Linked DNA regions of Callithrix jacchus: region 2 is linked to region 1. Evidence: chromatin contacts called from public Hi-C data. All regions are on one chromosome and are shown on one strand. The core of a region is the stretch at or near the end of the contact, and the rest is flanking DNA. Distances in the headings are between cores, read along the strand shown.

Region 1 (2,769 bases), core at 185-2,684:
TTGGAACTACTTTTACCCTGGGGATGTGTACTGCTTAATATAGAAGAGCTGGTTGGACCTTTGGTAGCCTCTTGCAATGGGAAAGAGTGGTTTGATAGTGTCTCAGTCCATTTCTGTGTAACTATAATGTAATACCACAGACTGGGTAATTTATAAAAGAAATTGATCTCCTACAGTTCTGGAGGCTGGAGAGTCTGAGTTTGAGGGGCTGGCATCTGGTAAAGGCCTTCTTGCTACATCATAACATGGCGAAGGGTATCACGTGGCTAACCAGCAAGAGTGTGTGTGTCAGCTCAGGTCCCTTTTCCTCTTCTTATAAAGCCAGCAGTCCCATCATTGGGGTCCCGACTTGATGACCTTTCCTAATCCTGCTTACCTTCCAAATGCTGCACCTCCAGTCAGCATAGGAATTGGGGGATTAGTTTCCAACATGACATATAAAGGACACATTGAAACCACAGCACATAGATTGCAACCTACACTTGAGTCATCTGATTGCACAGAGAATTCTAGTCCTTAGAACTGAATTAAGGTGATTCCTGATTGCTATGTTTATGGAGTCCTGGCAGAAGTAAATGAAATTCCTCTATGGAGGGAGACAAAATTTTGCAGGGCCTCAAATCATTTCCAATTTTTCTGCAATTTGAGAAAGAAATCACAATGCCTGGCACATGAGGAGATGACATTTCACAGAAAGAACCAATAGACAATTACCCACAGCTACTTCAAATATTGGAATGATCAGACAGAGGCTTTAAAATATTATTTTTATATTCCAGGAGATAAAAGACTAGAAGTTTTGGTGGAAAACTAAAATTATTAAAATGGTAGCAGATTTGAAAAACGAATCAAATAGCATCTGAGAACAGAAAACAAAAAATAGAGTAAACAAAAACTAAGAGGCCGAACTGAAGTTTGAACCCAGGAAGTTCAACTTAGGGGCCACCTCAGTAACAGCTACTCCCAAAACCAGATAAAAAATTCTGACACTCTTAAACTGCAAATTTAGCTATTTAGAGTTTAGCCAATTTAAACTATTTTTCAGTTATTCACTGAAAACATTACATTATCTTATAAAAGACAGACAATGTGGTCCAATATGTAATTTGGGGACAAAATTGTCAAGCTACTGATAGAATAAAACCATGATGGGTCAACAGAACATTCATCATTTCTTTGAGAAAAGCCCAATAAAATTTGAATAAAATTTCAGGCAAATACAAGCTTCTCTGACTGATATGATTTTCATGTTTCATATTCTTTTGTTAGAAAGTTATATAGAACTAATTTACTTATTAATGAATACTGTCTGAGACATTTAAGGTAAACCCACTTGGCTCAGTCTGAAATATTTCCTTTTAAAATGTTCTGCTCTTCCTGACCTTAGTATCAGGGTGTTCTGGGGATCAGATGACACTTGTTTCTCTTCAGCATGCTTTGCCTTGATGTTAGTTTTTAGCCAAGGTGCATGACTGGGCTTTTCCTTTTAACAATTTATTTCCATATCTTCTGGACTCCTCAGTTGACACTTACAGATGAAAATTACCTGACTGCCTCAGGTAGGAAATATCTTAATGCAGAGCTCCTTCAAAATTATATTTTTTGGCGAGATTTTCCATTAATTTGGTTTCTTGGGAGTAAAATACAGTTGGCTGAGTGGAATATCATTGTGTGTGAGACTAGAATCCCTAGTAGATTATTTTCTAACATTTATTCAGTTGGCAGACACTGTGGGGTACCGTCAACCCCTTCAGTGAAGGACTTTGTAGCTCCATTGTTGATAGTGTTTTCCACAGTTCAGGGGTTGGCCTCTTCACGGATTGCCTTACCCAAGGATAGATGCGGAAGTGTTGGCCATTTCAGGCCAAGAGACGACAACTCTAAGTGGCAGTTTTAGCTCTGGGGCTTCCCATACGGTTAGCTGAGTCTGATGTGGCCCTACCTAACAGTTTGATTTCCCCTATTCACATCAGTTTCTGTTCCTTCTTATCCCCAAGTGATGATCTGAGGTTACTCCTTAAAATAATAACATTCTTTCACATTAAACTCCATCTTAGAGTTTGCATTCCGCAGTACCCAATGATGGCAATCTTCTCAAATTTTCATGCAATCAGGTAGGGAATCTGACATCCATCCATCCATCCATCCATCCATCCATCCATCCATCCATCTATCCATTTCTTTACACTACCGCTTTGAAAACAATTCTTAAATTTTATTTTATAGAGATGGGCTCTCGCTATGTTGCCCAGGCTCATCTGAAACTCCTGGGCTCAAGTGATCCTCCTGCCTCAGCTTCCCAAAGTGTTGGGATTACAGGCATGAAAGAGCATGCCTGGCAGCACTGTGTTTATTAAACCATTCTGGCAACTCAAAAGATTAATTTTTCTTTTCAACAACATTTCTTCAAGGTATGACATCTTTACTATCCAACGGGTGGTCATTTGTTATGTTTCAGCAGTTTCCAAATGACTTAAATTAAATGTCTAATGTTTAGGCATGTTAGCATACTTTGCGATCAAAATCTTAATGTGTAGTTATTTTTGGACTTGCAAAAATCTTAGCATTGGTTTCACCAAATTATCTCCAGATGGCAGCAGAGAGCAATCTTAATGCAAACAGATGATTAGAAACAGCACAGGGTTTGCTTATTAAAGAAAACAGACCAATTATGAGGTGGTATGGGGGTCTAATTAGAAGAAAGTGTGAATGAATAGATAGATTCAGTAGGGGTTAGAAATGTGGGAGATGTATTGGAGACAAAACAGT
Region 2 (2,769 bases), core at 72-2,571, 280 kb after region 1:
CCATGAAGCCTGCAATCTATGACTCCAGTGGACTGAGGGTCTCTGCCCGAAGCCCTCTTTTGTTAATGTCTTCACAAGGTTCTGAGGGAATGCCTCAGCAGGGCCGGCCATCCTTCCTGGTACCCCTTGGACTTCAAGGTGTAGGCTGGCAGCTCTACAGTTAACCTCTATAAAGGACTTTCTCAGTCCCATGCTTGTAGCTTCTGTGAAAAAAGCCAAATGTGACCAGGGCAAGATGGGACTGATCAGGGCGTAACAACTAGGGGTGAAGTCTGATCCAGTGAGGGATGCTATTTGCATGACTGAGCTTGCAAGGAGGTTTCTGAGGATCCTGGCTTGCCACTGTTGGTGGCAGTTAATAGTGACTTGGAAAGTCAGCCGCCCAGCATGGTCAGAAGAAATATCCACGTAACCTGAGGCCCCTTCCTTCTTCACTGAATCCTCATGGGAGACCCAGGAGGTGGAAGCCCAAAGTTGCCTCACTCTCTCTTTAGGAACCTGGTAAGGCTATGTCTATGGATTACCTAAAGTCCTTCAGACATCTAAAGCCTCTGCAGAGGAAAGTACTGCACTACACACACACACACACACATGTGTGCTTATGTGTGCACATGTGCACACACACACACATACACACACACACACACACAATCAATGACTCGAGACCTCCAAGGAGGCCCTTAGTCTACCATCTGCAGCCAGAGCTTTGAAGCTAGAGATGATAATGCCCATTCCCTGATGTAACAGTCAACTGCAATCTCCACTTGCAGCCATTGCCTGCATTTCCAATCTTTTACCAGCTTCTTTACATGCCAAAGAGAAACTAGGACCAAGAATACAGTAATATGATCCCCAATTAGCATAAAATAAAAACAAGCTAGTCATGTTTTCCATGGGCTTTTCCAACCTCCAACTAAAAGCACAAAGCAGGGAGAAAGATATACAAATACACACATGGGACTATAAATACATATATACTGTCTGTGTCTGCACAGCCAAGCACCCTGACCGAAATAAGTATCTGTCTCTAAAAAAAGCCTGCGGCCTGATGCAGAAATCTGAGAATTTCCTCCTTCCAAAGTGCAGTGTAAGAACAGACTGGAAGAGAGGGTACCTCAATGACTTGGTTTGGAAGGGGTTAAGTCCCCAGTCATCTTATTCTAAAGTGATTTATGATGATGTGTGGAGTTTCAAAATGTTCCCCCACCCCAAAGAACAGCCCCACTCCCTCCTCACTGAGTCCACTCTGAACGTGCTGAAATGGGAAGGAGGCGGTGTTTTGCTGATCTGTTAAATTCTTAGTGAAGTTTCCTTGATTTCCAGTGGCTGCTGTTGTTTGAGTTTGGTTTGGAGCAAAACTGATGTAGTCCTAACATTTCTGGGGCTGAATCCAGGAAGAGAAAGAAGAAAAAGCAGAAGAAAAAGAGGAGGAAAAAGGTAGGGAGAAATAAAGGGAGGAGAGAAGCATAGGAAAAGAAAAAAAAAGTCCTTTTTCAACATCACATTCCTGTGTTTTCCCTCAGCCTGGAAAACATATTAATCCCAGTGCTTTTACGCCCGGAAACAAAGAGCCTAAGCCAGACTGTGGGGGAAAGGGAGATAAGAAGAGGGAAAGAGTGAGACTCAGAAATCGCCAGGACTGGACTTTAAGGGGCGTCCTGTGTCGGCACAAGGGACTGGCACACACAGACACACGAGACCAAGGAGAAACTGCAGACAAATGGAGATACAAAGACTTAGAAGGACAGCTCCTTTCACCTCATCCTACTTGTCCAGAAGGTAAAAAGACACAGCCAGAAAGAAAAGGAATCGGCTCAGCTCTCAGATCAGGGCAGGCTGTGGATCTGTGGCGGTGCTCTGAAAGCTGGAGCTGCAGCACACCCCTTTTGTATTGCTCACCCTCGGAAAAGAGAGAGAGGGCTGGGAGGAAAAGTAGTTCATCTAGGAAACTCCTGGGAACCAAACTTCTGATTTCTTTTGCAACTCTCTGCATTCCATCTCTATGAGCCACCATGTAAGTGTGTAATCCTTTCTGCCTTTGGTCTGTTTACTTGTTTCTTTGTTGCTTATTCGAAGAGATGAAATGTGAATGTTGTCACAATTAATATGCTAGTTTGCATTTTATTTGGAACATCCACAGCATTTAGTTGAAACAGTGCAAGCCTGCTGCCTGGGGAACTGAATTGGATTTCTTGCTTAATGTAACTGTCTCTGCTAAACACTGACAAATTATAGGGGCTTGAAAGTAACAGGATCTCATCCCATTTTCCATCTCCTGACCTCCCTCCTTCTTCTCTAACCACCCTTTCCCCCTCCCCTTGGCTGGGATGGAGAAAAAGAAAACCACCAGTTAAATGATTTTCTGTTTCCAGTTAAATGATTTTCTGTCTTTATTTCCCCTTCCCCTTTGTCTTATGACCTCAGAGCATCGCAAAGTGGATCACACAATGACATGGAGAATGGGACCCCATTTCACCATGCTGTTGGCTCTGTGGCTAGTGTGCGTCTCAGAACCCCACCCCCATGCCACGATTAGAAACAGCCATGGAGGGCGGAAAGTGCCTTTGGTTTCCCGGGACAGCAGTAGGCCAGCTCGGTTTCTGAGGCACACTGGGAGGTCTCGTGGAATCGAGAGATCCACTATGGAAGAACCAAACCTTCAGCCTCTCCAGAGAAGGAGGAGTGTTCCAGTGTTGAGACTAGCTCGCCCAACAGAGCTGCCAGCCCGCTTGGACATCAATGGGGCCCCCATGAGACCTGAACAAAGAC

What was found. A called contact is a pair of places that touch in the nucleus more often than the background predicts.
Region 2: a contact with region 1 is called in a Hi-C map of skeletal muscle, with 17 times the contacts expected there. The contact joins the promoter of CCDC80 here to the promoter of CD200R1 in region 1. A contact is called at or near these places in 2 of 3 Hi-C or Micro-C datasets (both in skeletal muscle).

What each region holds. Positions count from the first base shown.
Region 1 is chr15:104,212,363-104,215,131 of calJac240_pri, forward strand. It overlaps CD200R1 (CD200 receptor 1), which reads left to right and starts at 1,435. Exons shown (of 7, transcript XM_078352385.1): 1 at 1,435-1,559. The coding sequence starts at 1,469.
Region 2 is chr15:104,489,954-104,492,722 of calJac240_pri, forward strand. CCDC80 (coiled-coil domain containing 80) reads left to right here and starts at 1,322. Exons shown (of 9, transcript XM_078352376.1): 1 at 1,322-1,437; 2 at 1,524-1,779; 3 at 2,425-2,769. The coding sequence starts at 2,448.